2 separate regions of the Ovis aries genome follow, and region 2 is linked to region 1. A link is a contact called in public Hi-C data. All regions are on one chromosome and are shown on one strand. Each heading gives the region's core, a stretch centred on a gene start, on an enhancer-like site or on the middle of the called end of the contact. The rest is flanking DNA. Distances are from core to core; before and after follow the strand shown. Region 1 holds the start of TBC1D14 (TBC1 domain family member 14). Region 2 overlaps TBC1D14 (TBC1 domain family member 14).

Evidence for each region. A called contact is a pair of places that touch in the nucleus more often than the background predicts.
Region 2: a contact with region 1 is called in a Hi-C map of tail adipose tissue, with 1.7 times the contacts expected there. The contact joins the enhancer-like site here to the promoter of TBC1D14 in region 1. A contact is called at or near these places in 7 of 16 Hi-C or Micro-C datasets (blood, hypothalamus, liver and 2 more).

The regions. Positions count from the first base shown.
Region 1 is chr6:114,109,836-114,117,108 of ARS-UI_Ramb_v3.0, forward strand. It overlaps TBC1D14 (TBC1 domain family member 14), which reads left to right and starts at 2,729. Exons shown (of 14, transcript XM_060417691.1): 1 at 2,729-2,768. LOC121819852 (a long non-coding RNA gene) reads right to left here and starts at 4,463. Exons shown (of 4, transcript XR_006060211.1): 1 at 4,356-4,463.
Region 2 is chr6:114,161,223-114,168,495 of ARS-UI_Ramb_v3.0, forward strand. TBC1D14 (TBC1 domain family member 14) reads left to right here. Exons shown (of 14, transcript XM_060417691.1): 4 at 2,375-2,495. Among named protein-coding and RNA genes, the nearest start is that of TBC1D14, 52 kb to the left of the region's middle. Within about 2 kb of position 4,384, at least 1 of the 54 cell types and tissues checked has an H3K27ac peak or open chromatin away from gene starts, as enhancers often do. A contact at or near this core is called in tail adipose tissue, where this site is marked.

The DNA.
Region 1 (7,273 bases), core at 1,479-3,978:
ACTTTCTATATACATTATACTGCTAGGAAGGCGCCAAGAACTCCCCAAACATGCCAGAAACCAACAAGGCCAGACAGCTGTTTTACATTTAATCACCACACAGTTCGGGAGGTGGAGATGCTATGAGCCTCGTGGAGATGGGGAGAGTTGGGGAGGGGAGGTTTCGGGGCTTAGCGAGGCCAGGCCACCACCCTCCAGGCCTGGGCCCGGAAAGGAGGCGAGAGAACTGCAGGCTGGGTGCTTCTCTACGTCAAGCAGCGGCTCCACAGCCCCCAGAGGTGGGACCAGGTGAGGATCAGTCTGGGACCCTGCGTTAGGTCTGCAAGGGGTAACTGGGATGGCTGCCCACCCTCCCGATGGGCAGCAGTGAGCCAGCAGAGTGGGACAGCGGGCTGACCACCCTCATCCAATTGTCTCCACATTGGAGATGGGGGCCGGGAGGTGTGAGGTTCTGAGAAGTGACATGAGTGCCTGCCACTACGTGGCTAATCTTGCTCACTATATTTTTAATTCTTAGACTGAAACTGCAATGAGGATTTGTCTAGAATGCTTGTGGGTGCTGGTGACAAGGGGTGAGACGGGGGGTCAAATCACAGAGGGTGTGAGTGACACACGGGCTCCGGGGAGGCGCTCTGGGCTGGGGTGGTTGGCCGCAGGGTGGCAAGAGAGGGAGGAACAGGCAATAGAGGGCGCCCAACACAAGTCCTTGGACCACTAACAACTTTCTTGGCTCTGGATTTAGAACAATGGTTTCTGTCGTTGCGGGCTTTCAAAACCCTAAGACTGAGAATGAGGGCAGGTAGGGATTTAGAGAGTCGCAAAGAACACTGTAAAAGCAGATTTATTAATCTGAGGTATTAAATTGGGGATTAAGCCAGGCCCAGAGCAAGTCGGTAGTTCTCTGGTAGTGTTTTCTTAAAATAAGCTCAAGAGGGCACACTGGGCTTTGGAGGAGCCCTGGTATTAGCTTTCCTTAAAACATCCAGAAATGCAGCCATTTATAAAGCCTCTATTACGCCCTCAGCACTGTGAAGGCTGCTGATGTGTTCTATTAACAGATTTCCTTTCTAAAGCTCTCACTCCTCCTGCCATCATGACTGCAGGTGCGGAGAGCTTTTAGAGCTATGACCTAGGCAGCAGAAACAAGCCTGGGGTTCTCGGGACCAACACTAATGACTACAGCCAAAATTAATCTTCACCGTACGCCTCCAGATGTTCTGATGTACGGATACCCTTCCTGTCCCTCTGAGGTTTCTTCTCTGGTAGTTCTGCCTGGGGCAGCCCTCAGCACTCCTGGCAGTCAGGCGCCAAGCCTCGCTTGGAACCCAGGCCTTCCAGCTCCCAATCTCTGAAGTCTTGTAGGCTCAGGGAACATACCAGTAAACAAGATAAGCCCAGTTTGGCTCAGGCAGCCCACATTCTTGGAGGACGTTGAGGAACGGGTCAATAACTAGTGAACAAGAGGTCTCTTATTCCGGGGCTTTGCATGATCCTAGAGGTGGGGCATCTGGCCTCTGACTCCTCTCAGCTACTGACCAGCCCTGGACCTTGGGCAGGCGACTTCATCTTTCACTCTTTGTTGTTCAGTTGCTCAGTTGTGTGCAACTCTTTGCGACCCCATGGACTGCAGCAAGCCAGGCTTCCCTGTCCTTCACCATCTCCTAGAGCTTGCTCAAACTCATGTCCATTGAGCCAGTGATGCCATCCAAACATCTCCTCTGTCACCCCCATCTCCTGCCTTCAATCTTTCCCCAAATCAGGGTCTTTTCTAATGAGTCAGCTCTTCACATCAGGTGGCCAAAGTATTGGTGCTTCAGCTTCAGCATCAGTCCTTCCAATGAATATTCAGGATTGATTTCCTTTAGGATGGACTGGTTGGACCTCCTTACAGTCCAAGGGACTCAAGATCTTCGCTAGCACCACAGTTCGAAAGCATCAATTCAGTGCTCAGCCTTCTTGTCCAACTCTCATATCCATACATGACTACCGGAAATACCAGTTTTGACTAGATGGACCTTTGTTGGCAAAGTTTAATGCCTCTGCTGTTTAATATGCTGTCTAGGTTTGTCCACTCTCTACCCACTGTTTTTTTTGGGGGGGGGCGGGGGAAGGCGCCTGCATGTGGAAGCCCCACCAGGGATCCAACCTGCGCCACTGCAGTGAAAGTGGCAGGTCTTAAGCACTGTACCGCCAGGGAAGTCCTGCGTGACAGTTCTGATCACAGATCGTGTCTCTAGATTCTGCAATACTGACGGAAATAATGCAATGAACACTAGGCCAGCGGTTCCTAAACTTGTCTGCACATTACGCAGCTTTCAAAACAGTATCTTACCTCCAGAGACTGTGATTTAGTTGGTCTGAGGCGTGGCCTAGCCTTTAAATTTTTCAAAGATCTTCAGGTGATAGAGAAGTGCAGACAAGTTTGGGGAGGAGCGGCGCTGTGCCCTGTCTACCGGCTCAATAAGAGAACTGTCAGAAAAGCCCGTTTTACGGATGAAGAGACAAGGCCCGGCCGGGAAAGCCTCAAAGCGATATGCTCAAGGCTCCATGTTCCAGGCCGGAGCTCCGATCTTGCCCAGCTGGCCTCCAGCTTGCGGGCAGGTGGGGGGCGGGACCTTCCTCTCCCACACACCTGCTCGGGGTGGGCAGGGCCACCCATCGATGCGCTCCGCCGCTCGGCTCCCCACGCCTGGTCGCTGCCCGCTCGTGCCCCTTCCCCCTCCCAGCCGCTTCCCACTTCCAAGATGGCCGCGGGTGGAGCCGACCAGGTAAGGAGGCCCCCTGGTGGGTGTCCACGGGGGCTCTGAGGGCATGAGGATTCCCTCAGGCCTCCCCTCGCGGCCCTTTTTGGCCTTCGGGAGAGAAAAGGGCGGGCAATGCCGTCCCGGGGCCTGGAGAGAGCGGGCGACCGGGCTGGAGAAGGGGCAGAGGGACGAGCGTCGAGCTTAAGGAGCAGCGGCGGCGCGGCGGGGGTGGGGCGGTAGCCCGGGCGGAAGAGCGGCTGTGCCGGCAGGGGGCGGGGCGGGGCGGGGCGAGGACGCGCGGGGCGGGGCGAGGACGCGCGGGGCGGGGCGAGGACGCGCGGGGCGGGGTGAAGGCGCGCGCGGGCGGGGCGAGGGCGCGCGGGGCGGGGCGGGGCGGGGCGGGGGCGCGGGGCGGGGTGAAGGCGCGCGTGGGCGGGGCGGGGGCGCGCGGGGCGGGGCGAGGACGCGCGCGGGCGGGGTGAAGGCGCGCGTGGGCGGGGCGAGGGCGCGCGGGGCGGGGCGGGGGCGCGCGCCGCCGTTGGCCGCGGGCTCCTTGCCGGCACCTGCCTGGTCGGCTCGCCGCCTGCAGCGCCCAGCGTCTTCGCCGCGCACGTTGCGGGTCCCGCGGGGCCTGGGCTGCGGGCCCGCGGGCCCCGGGGATGGCGTCGGAGCCACGCTGACTCCGGTACTGAGGGCCTGCGGCGGGAGCCGGGCCGCGAGGGAGGGAAGGGGCCGGGCCGCGCGCGGGGCCGCTGCCACCTGCTGCCGCGTCGGCCGGAGCGGGGAGGCGGCGGCCCTGAGGCGCGGCCGGGCGCGTCCTGCCTGGCCTGCCCCCTCGGCGCTGCGCGGCCGCCGCTCTTTCCCGCGCCCGGGGGAGCGCGTGGGGCGCGGGGAGCACCGCTCCTTGGTGAGACGCGCGCCCCGAACCGCACCGTTTCCGGAACTTGACGGAAAGTTTTCACCCTCAGACGCGCGGGGCTCCGGGGCGGGAGACGAGCCGGCTCGGCGCGCGGAACCGCTCCCCCGACCCGCGAGAGCCCCGGGACCCCCTCCACTTCAAGGTCCCTGAGCCCCGGGACCCTCTCCATCTCAGAGTCTCTGAGCCCCGAGATCCCGCCACCTCAGGGTCCCTGAGCCCCGGCCCCCCAACCTCGGAGCCCCCCGGAATCCCCTCCACCTCACTGTCCCTGACCCCCAGGACCCCCTCCACCTGAGTCCCTGAGCCCCGGGACCCCCTCCACCTCAGAGCCCCCTGGGACCCGCTCCACCTCGGAGTCCCTGAGCCCCGGGACCCTCCCGCACTCCGCACCTCGGAGCCCCCCGGGACCCCCTGCATCTCAGAGTCCCTGAGCCCCGGGTCCCCATCCACCTCGGCGCTCCCCCGCCCCGAACCCCCTCCACCTCGGAGCTTCCGCCCCCTTGCTTCTCATGTCCTTGTCCTCCCCTCTTTCTCTTGGGATCCCCGTTGCCCAGGCCAGGGACTCCCTTTTTCTTCTGAGACCCGCGCCTTTGGGCTGCAGCCCCCAGCCTCAGACCCGGACCCGGGCACTGCCGCGTGTGCCCAGACTGGCGGCGGAGGGGGCCCTCGTCCAGCGGATGTGGGCACCTCACCCCTTCGTCCTGGCTGCCTTTGTAGGGGGTGGTTGCTGCTGGCCACCGTGAGGTCCCTGGCATGGACCAGGCACACCTTTCAGCTGTTGCTTCCTCCTGCCCGGTTTATCTGGCCAGGACCAACTGGGTCTAATGTTTGCCTATGACTTCTTCTCAACTTCACACCTCCCCCCTTAACTGGGGTGCTCCTCCCCCAACCCGCCTGGCCTTCCCCCAGCTAAGACTGTCTTACTGCTGTCTTGGTTGTGGTATGTTTGATCCCTTGAGACTGTGGACTCCCAGCCCCTGATTTCCAGTCCTAGTGAGAACCTGCCCGTGCTCTTGGGACTCAGGGTTGTTGAGTGAATACACCCTTTGGGAAACATCAAGAGAGGTACAGTAATTGGTTTGGGGTCATGCAGCTGGACAGCTGGAGACAGGCATGGATGAGATTCAAATAGTTAGGTCTCGGGGCCAGACGCTGCTCAGTTAGTGTCCTTCGTGGTCCCAGCAAGTCCTGGCAGGTCCCTGCTCAGCGCTGCTTGGCTGGGCTTACCCTGGGCTCGTGAAGCTGAGTTTTTGCAGTCTGCCCCCAGCGCTCCTCTCACGTTCTGCATCGGCACTGCCTCACCTGGCCTCCGCTGGTCCTTGCCCTTCCCCTCGGCACCCTCTCTCTGCCTCTCCACCCTCCACTCCTCCATCACTCTCCTCCACGGCCCTTCTCCCATCTGTGCAGCAGGTGAATGCCTGTCCGTCTTCCCTCCGCTTGCCCTCGCTTGTGCTCTGCTGAAGACCTCTACGAGTGGACTCAGCTTGTCCGAGGAACAGCTTGTTTTGGAATCGGTCCTCCCTCGGTCAGAGCTTCTTGCCGCCGTGTCCCCGCCCTCAGCACTGAGGATGCACGCTCCACATGTCGTGGGTGCCCGTGGAGCTTTGAGACCTCAGGGGAGATTTGTCATCTTAACAGGCATAATACGGGAGAGAGGATCTTAGGCACGTGGGTATGTGTTGTCTGTTCATGTTTGTTTCAGGGAGGGTGTAAAGTTTCTAAGGCTTGGGTTTAGACTTCTAGACTGTCAGGTTGGAAGGACCTCAGATAGACTGGCTGGGCTAATCGCCTCATTGGACAGGTGGGGAAGCTGAGAGCTAGGCTCAGTCAGTGCCCGCAGCAAAGGTGCGAGGAGGATGTTGGTGACAGGCGGAAGGTGTGGAGTGAGGCCCCGCAGACTGGCTGTGTCTGGGCTTGTTTATGCAAATGAGTTGCTAAAATAGTGCGCCTGAGCCGGGTGCCCAAGGAAGAGTAACACCAGCAGGCATCTTCTAAGGCTTGATTCTAAAAGCTTTATGTGGATTTCTTCACCCTCACTTTGTCAACTGCCTAATGAGATAGGGTCTGTTGTCGTCCCCCTCCCGCTAGGTGAAAAGTTAGTGGAGAAGTTAGACTAATCCAGGATCACACAGCTGGTAAGTGGAAGAGCCAAGACTTGAACCTAGGCAGTCTGCCTGCAGAGCCTGCATTATCTTTTCCCCTTGCATAGTTTCTTTTTGAAACTTTCTGTGGAAGTGCACAGAGAAGTCTAAATATTGTTGGGTTTATCTTCGATGGTCACAGCGTTTAGGATCTGTATTAAGCACTCCAGCAAGCCAGGTGTGGGGTTTGACGTCAGAACCTGGTTTGCATCCTGTTCTCTTGCTGTGTGACCTTGGGTGAGTCGCTCAGCCTCTTTGAATCTCAGTTTCTTCGGTGTACTTGGCAGGCTTGTGATGATTAGAGAATGCAACAGCTCCTAATAGGTGTATGTATATGTGTGTGAAAGTTGCTTGCTGCTAAGTCTCTTCATTCGTGTCTGACTCTGTGCGACCCCAGAGACGGCAGCCCACCAGGCTTACCCGTCCCTGGGATTCTCCAGGCAAGAACACTGGAGTGGGTTTGCCATTTCTTTCTCCAATGCATGAAAGTGAAAAGTGAAAGTGAAGTCGCTCAGTCCTATCGGACTCTTAGCGACCTCATGGACTGCAGCCTGCCAGGCTCCTCCTTCCATGGGATTTTCCAGGCAAGAGTACTGGAGTGGGGTGCCATTGCCTTCTCCGTAGTCAGTTCAGTTGTGTCCGACTCTGTGCGACCCCATAGACGGCAGCCCACCAGGCTCCCCCGTCCTGGGATTCTCCAGGCAAGAACATTGGAGTGGGTTCCCATTTCGTGACCCCATGGACTGTAGAGTCCATGGAATTCTCCAGGCCAGAATACTGGAGTGGGTAGCCTTTCCCTTCTCCAGGGGATCTTCCCAACCCAAGGATCAAACCCAGGCCTCCCGCATTGCAGGCAGATTCTTTACCAGCTGAGCCACAAGGGAAGCCCCCTAATGTGTTTGGTCTGTGGCAAATGTTCAGTAAATTGTTTACCATATTAATAATTAAAGACTATAAACTGGGTTGGCCTTGCTGAGTGGCCTTTCTTCCTAAGCCATCAGTTGCCTCTCAGTCACTTTGCAGATCCTTATGAAGATTAGTTTTGGTAAATTGCTGTATGAAACTGAAACATTTTGGTCTAGTGGGGCAACCGCCCTGTGCACTGAGTGCCCTTAATCTAAAATGTCCCACCTGTGCCTTATAAATTGGAGAAGGAAATGGCAACCCACTCCAGAGTTCTTGCCTGGAGAATCCCAGGGACGGGAGACCTGATGGGCTGCCGTCTATGGGGTCGCACAGAGTCGGACACGACTGGAGCGACTTAGCAGCAGCAGTGTCTTATGAGCCCAACTACCTTTGGACAGTTTAAGTGAAGTATCTGTTTCTTAGGGTTGGGAAGGAGCCTTTGGGGAGCCTCAACTGTTTAACACCAGTTCCCGCCTATTTGCTGCTGGATGGAAACTTACTAACCTCCACTGTGTTGAGTTCCAGGTGCCTCAGAGTTGCCATTCACTCTTCAGAGAAATACA
Region 2 (7,273 bases), core at 3,134-5,633, 53 kb after region 1:
CCACCTGCTGCTGCTGCTGTTCAGTTGCCGAGTTGTGTCTGATTCCTTGCGACCCTGTGGACTGCAGCACTCCAGGCTTCCCTGTCCTTCAGTGTCTCCTGGAGTTTGCTCACACTCACGTTCCTTGAGTCCATCTCATCCTCTGTCTCCTCCTCCTCCTGCCTTTAATTGTCAGGTCTGTGTGTGTGCTGTGGTGAGTCGCTTCACGTCCTGCCAGATTCTCTGCAGCCCTGTAGACTGTAGCCCACCAGGCTCCTCTGTCCGTGGGACAGTCGAGGCAAGAGCACCGGCATGGGTTGCCGTGCCCTCCCCCGGGGGTCTGCCCGCCCAGGGGCAGCACCCGTGTCGCTCGCGTGAGCTGCGCTGGCAGGTGGCTCTTTACCGCGAGCACCGCCCGGGAAGCCCCCAGGTCTCTTTAGCCTCCTTTTAATCTGTAACAGTTCTTTAGTCTTTCTTTGTCAGTTGAGAAAAATGTACCACCTAAAAGCTGAGAATTCTGTTTTGTTAGGTGGCCTTACTGAGGACTAAGCCTGGGAAGGCAGCCTCTCTGATAGCTCTGATGGACTGTTCCAGAGAGATAAGCAAGGAACCTGGGTATAGAGGAGCTTTTGCTGAAGAAAACAAAACCAAAAAACAACGTAGTGGAATATCAAAACATGACCGCTAATCACAAAAAACAGCCAGCTCGCGCTCGTGACTGTAGAGCTCTTCTGTGCATGGGAGGACGCAGCAGTCTGGGCTGACTGACATCCGTCCTTTGAAATACGTCATTACTACATGGGGCCAGTATCCTGGCTTTCTGCATCTTGAACCCCCTCCCCCCTCAGGGTGCACCGTTAGAGATGGCTACAGAGGCTGATGGCTGGGTGGGAGGCAACATTCTTTGTTTACCAAAATGATAGGCGGTGTTTTTTGCCCACTTGGGACACTGCCATTTTCAGAGTCAGATGTATTGTTTCATCGGCTGTCCCTCTGTTTCGGTGTGTCTGTGTTTCCTCATGGTGATATTCAGGTGATGCGTTTTTTGGCAGCTACGATCAACCTGGTGTGGTGTTCTAAGCATCAGAGGAGGTGACCTGTGCTCTCCATCCTGACGGTGAGGATGCCCACTGTGATCACTTGGCTAGTGAGGTGTCTCCACTGTGAAGTTAATTCATTTTCTTTGTAATTAACTAATAATTTGTGGGAGATGCTTTCAAACTGTGTAACGATGCTTTTCTTCTTCCAGCTTCCACCTACTAGTTTTAGCATCCACTGACTAATCCGTAAGCCCATGAGGCTTTCTCTGCTTACTGCTGCTGTTTAGTTGCTAAGTCATGTGCGACTCTCTGCGACCCCGGGACTGTAGCCCGCCAGGCTCCTCTGTCAGTAGGATTTCTCAGGAAAGAATACTTATCTGGGGCATTCTAAGAATTTTCCTTCCACCTTCACTCGTGGATTCATTTTCCTGTTTGTATCCATATCCATTTGGGCTCATGGATTTCTTTTTTTATTGGATGGGTTATAATCCCTTGTTCTCATTATGTATTTTGATGATTGCATTCCAGATTTAGTCAGCAAGAGCCCTTTCAAGCCGGGTACTGTTTCTGTTAAACCTGTTGCAGTATTTCTTTGAGCACCTTCTTTCTAGCACACAAGATGCTTCATGCTTATCTTAAACTTCCCAGTGAGACCTAGAAACCTTTCATTTTCAATGAATGAACCAATGCAGTGCGTTCCAAAACACTTTATTTTGTAGCACCATTGAGAATTTATTTGTTATTCGGGTTTGTTTACATGTTGTTGGGAGAGAAGATCAGGTGGCTATCTCATGAGTGGCTTTCTTTTTATGATACATGAAGACTTTATAAATAGATAATATAGATTTACCTTATAGATAATTTAACTTAGAGGTTCAGGGCTAAAGCAGCTGTTATCCTTTGAGCACTGATCATGTACCTGTAACTTTTAATTCATATAGTGACCCTTGTTAAACATAAGGAAACTGAGTCTCAGAGAGGTTAATGTACAGATCAGAGTCACACAGCTAGTGAGTGACTGAGCCAGGGTTTCAGTGCAGTTTGGTCTGACTTCAAAGCTCACTTTTTCCGGATATGCTTTGTTACGCTGTAATGCATATCCTTACTCTCGATGATAGAACTTGTACATATTTTCATTGAACTACAAAAAGCTTACTTGTTGTGGTTCAAGAGCTTTTCACCTGCTTCATAATTCCGTGTCCACATGAAAATCCAGTCTGCAGAATTAAAGTCTGTGATTCAGCACATTGATCTCTCAGAGGAAAGTCTGCCTGTTTTCACTAGAGTTATTCAGCGGTCCTTGTGTTTCTGTAAGTATCCAGCAATGCCCTAACTCTTTCATTTTCTTATTACAGGAATTTGCTTGCTAGGAAACAGAATGCAAGACTTGACAAACAAAATGACTTGGGATGGAAGTTATTTGGAAAAGTACCGCTCGGAGACAATGCTCAGAGAGATTCAAAGAAGTTGCAAAAGGTATACAAGATACAAAGACGCAGAAATATGGGGTACAGCATCCGTTTATGAGCCTTGCATAAATGCCCATTATTAAGGCTTTGAAATTGGAAATCTTTGTTTTAACTTGCATACTAAGTACCTGCTATTTAACTCTGTCTTCAGAACGTGGGTGACTTCAACTTTTTTCTTACAGCTTGTATGCGCACATGGGAGAGTTGAGACGGCTGGACTTTAGAACTTGATTAAATTTAATCAGTTTTTTCCCAATAAGAGTTACAAATGTGATCAAATTTTTATTAATTGTATTTGATATTAAAAAATTCTCCCTTCCTGATCCCAAGGGCTTTAGCTGTTTCAGTTCAGTTCAGTTCGGTCGCTCAGTCGTGTCCGACTCTCTGCGACCCCATGAATCGCAGCACGCCAGGCCTCCCTGTCCATCACCAACTCCCGGAATCCACCCGCACCCATGTCCATCGAGTCGGTGATGCCATCCAGCCATCTCATCCTCTGTTGTTCCCTTCTCCTCCTGCCCCCAATCCCTCCCAGCATCAGGGTCTTTTCCAATGAGTCAACTCTTCGCATGAGGTGGCCAAAGTATTGAAGTTTCAGCTTCAGCATCAGTCCTTCCAGTGAACACTCAGGCTGTTTAGAACTTGATTAAATTTAATCAGTTTTTTTCCAATAAGAGTTATAAATGTGATCAAACTTTTTAATTGTGTCTGGTATTAAATAATTCTCCCTTCTTGGGACTTACCCATTCCTGTGCCGCCTAGGAGCAGGGCAGCTGGGGCCTTCGTTACCCAGGCTGCCATGTGACCCCCTTCCCCTCGCTGGTGGAGGCTGCCCACCTGTCCTGGGGGAGAGGGTGGGGTTCAGGGTCAGACCAGGCCTGTGGTGTCTCACCACCGTGGGCTCCTTTGCCCCCCACGGCAGGGAGGGTGCCAGCCCTGGAGGCAGGCGCTCATCCTTCCAGGGAGAGAGCTCAAGCATAGACTCAGCAAGGCCGGGGGCTGTTTGTGGCCTCAGCCGCCCCAACTGTGACCACTTGCATCTTCTGCTTGGCCCCAAGCCCCAGCCGTCCTGACAGTGGGGCGTTTGCCCAGTGCCGTGGCACCGCCAGTAGCTGGCCCCCCAACCCCGCCTGAACCTTGGTTTCTTATCCACTGACACTTGTTCAGTAGACACTTCTCTAAGAGCCAGCCTCGTGCATGGCTCTGGAGTTAGAGAAATGGCACTGCCCCCAGGCTCCAGAGCACCCCTCTGGTGCGCAAAGGATTTCAGGGCAGGGCCACTGAGAGGGAGGCAGGGCCGCCATAGGGAACACACGCTGGGGTTAAATGAGTCATCATTTGGGTTTCTAGTTCATTTAAAACTCGCCACAACCTCATGAAGAAGTTCGATGCTGTCTTCGTTTTACCAGAGGAGCCCTGGAGCAGACCGAGCGAGTGCGCAGCTGGAGGGCAGAGGGGCTGGAGGGCGGCCCCGGCCTGCGGCTGCCAGGGCCCTCACCGCGGCTCTTCCTCTGCAGGACACGCAGGGGGGCAGTTGCCAGGCGGCCCGGGCCCCGGGCTTCGTGCAGTGGGAGCCCAGGGAACAGGGGCGGGCCGTCCTCGTGGTGGGACGTGATGGGCTTGGAGCCTGCCCCTAACCTCGAGGCTGTGGGGAGCCCCCCACCAAGGGCTTTACGCATGCAGGGAATGATGAGGCCCCCTGGCAAGCGTGTGGCACTTGGACTTGTCCCGGTGAGAGAAGGGGGTCTGTCTCAGTGCCCGTGGAAGTAGTGGGACTGCCAAGTCATGTGGCCCCTCCAAGTATAGATGTGTTAGGTCCAGGGGTGCACTGTGTGGGGCTCTGGCTCAGACCACAGACTGGCTTTGTCCAGATTTCATTGTTTATGTTTCGGCAAATTCATAGTGTTTCGAACGGTGTGTAATGTTCCTTACAGCAGTTGTTGGGACCCAGGAGAATTGCGAAATAAATCAGTGTTGAAATTCATTTTTAGAGACTGTTACATTTTGAATGTGGATTACTTATTGTGTAGGCTGTTAAAATAACACACAATTAAAATGTATATTCACATGCAGAGATCAGCTCTGCCGTTTCTTAGGAAACTCAGTAGCTAAGCTGTTACAGAATTTTTGAAGAAATCTGTGCTTTTCTAAAAAGTTATACTTTTTATGTACATTTTGCTGCGTAGATGTTCCCGTGGCTCTTAATGCCACTTGCATCATGCTTGAGTTTCTTTGTTATCTTTGTCGTACCCCCCTTTTTTAAAGGCGAATGTGGACTATGTTCTTAGAGGGCTTCTGTGAACTGAAGTGGCCAGGTCAGTTAATTCTGTAGTAGCATGATACTGCAGAGGAGAGGGCCATCTGGCTCTGAGCATCAGTAATGCAGGATGTGATGGTGCCTGCATGCCTCATACAGCCCTGCCTCCGTCCTGTTTGCTCCAGCTTTGTGTCTGGGCCGCCCATCCCTCACCCTGGGGCCTCCCCCGAGCTGGGAGGAATATCCTGGGCACAGGCCGGAGCTGGCTGCTATCCAAGCCGTCAGTTCTCCCAGCCTCCCCTCCCCAATTCAGAGGGCCCGTCCCTGGGGCCTGAGTGTCCAGACTGGTGATCCCAGATGGTAGCAGTAGCTCTAGTTAGGGCTAAAACATAATTAAGATATTTCAGTTCAGCTCAGTCGTGTCCGACTCTTTGCGACCCTATGAACCGCAGCATGCCAGGCCTCCCTGTCCATCACCAACTCCTGGAGTCACTCAGACTCACGTCCATCGAGTTAGTGATGCCATCCAGCCATCTCATCCTCTGTCGTCCTCTTCTCCTCCTGCCCCCAATCCCTCCCAGCATCAGAGTCTTTTCCAATGAGTTAACTCTTCGCATGAGGTGGCCAAAGTACTGGAGTTTCAGCTTTAGCATCATTCCTTCCAAAGAAATCTCAGGGCTGATCTCCTTCAGAATGGACTGGTTGGATCTCTTTGCAGTCCAAGGGACTCTCAAGAGTCTTCTCCAACACTACAGTTCAAAGGCATCAATTCTTAGGCACTCAGCCTTCTTCACAGTCCAACCCTCACATCCATACATGACCACAGGAAAAACCGTAGCCTTGACTAGACGGACCTTTGTTAGACTCTTAATTCCTTTCCCCTTTCTCTTTGGGAATATTTTGTAACCTGAGTAGAAGTGGCCTCTTGTGGCGATTTAAAAACATGGACTTTGGAGTCAGACTTGCTGGGTTTGGGTCCCCGCTCTGCCTCACACATGGGCCTCCCGCTGCCTACCCGACAGCTCCCTCTGGAGGTCTGGTAGGCCTTCCCTGATGAACAAGCACCAAAGCTGAACTCTGATTTTCTTTATTTCTGATCTGTCAGACCTGTGCCCTTTGCAGCTTCCCCCGTTTTCGTAGATGACAGCCTTTCTGGTCAGCTTTAGAACTGCTGGACTTCTCTTCCTGACACTGCCCTTCCAGCCTGACAGGTGTTTTGTTTGTCTTTATATGCTGTGGGTGGGGCAAATCTGATGTGCAGTCAGGTTTGAGAAGTAGTGATTTGCTGGAAAATTCTGAACCTCTGCTCCAGTGAATTCGCATGGACAGAGTCTTACTAAAGAGGTGTTCCTGGCGTAGCTGGCAGAGGTGGCTGTGGCAAGTGGTCTCCTAGTTGCTCATGTTTTGGGGAATGGGGAATGGATGCCTTTAGATAAGCTAGTCACGCTCACCTGGTTATGGGCTTCCTCGGTGGCTCAGACGGTAAAGAATCCGCCTGCAGTGTGGGAGGCCCAGGTCAGTCTCTGCATTGGGAAGATCCCCTGGAGAAGGGAATGGCACCCCACTCCAGTATTCTTGCCTAGAAGATTCCATAGATAGAGGAGGCTGGTGGGCTACAGTCCATGGGGTCCCAAAGAGCCAGACACGACTCATGACTTCCCTGGTGGCTCAGACGGTAAAGCGTCTGCCTGCAATGCAGGAGACCCGGGCTCAATCCCTGGGTCGGGAAGATCTCCTGGAGAAGGCAATGGCATCCCACTCCAGTATTCTTGCCTGGAGAATCCCAGGGACAGAGGAACCTGGTAGGCTACAGTCCATGGGGTCCCAAAGAGTTGGGCACGGCTAAGCAACTTCACTTTCACTTCAGTGACTAACTCTTTGACTTGGTTATAGTAATGTATAGAAGATGTATAAGAATATTAGGAAATAAAAATAACACTTGGAATCTTACTGCCCCCAAATGATGACTGTTTGTATTTTGGTGTTTTTCCTTTCAGTATTTTTCCATGTGCTGTGCTTCTCTTTTCTTTAAAGAAAAGACCATTTGAAGAGTGATAGCGAGTCTTTGTAATTTGAGTACACGTCAGAGGGACTCCAGACTGTGAACCCCTGGGATGATGCTTCACAACAGAGTCTGTGACTCTTTGAGGCCTCGCGCTGTGTACACAGATGTGAGGGACTGTCAGTGTTGTCAGAAAGTGAGGCTGAGCAGCAGGCTTCAGTCCTGGGTGGGCTCTGAGGCAGACGCTGCTTGTGGCAAAGACAGCAGCAGAGGGGGCAAGCTTGCAGGCTTCACCGTCCTGGACAGAACTGTCAGGGGAGCAAACACGAGTACCTGTGTTGGGGTTCGTATAACCTGGGATATCTTCGGTGGCCTTCTGGAATTTCAAGTCAGCTCTTAGATGCTAAAGAGAGAATCCCAGAAGAAAGCAAAACCAGGACAACTTGAAAGTGACATTCATTCTCACCTCTGGGTTCTCAGGAAATCATGAATGGTCATAAACTGCAGAAAGGAAAAGCCTTGAGTA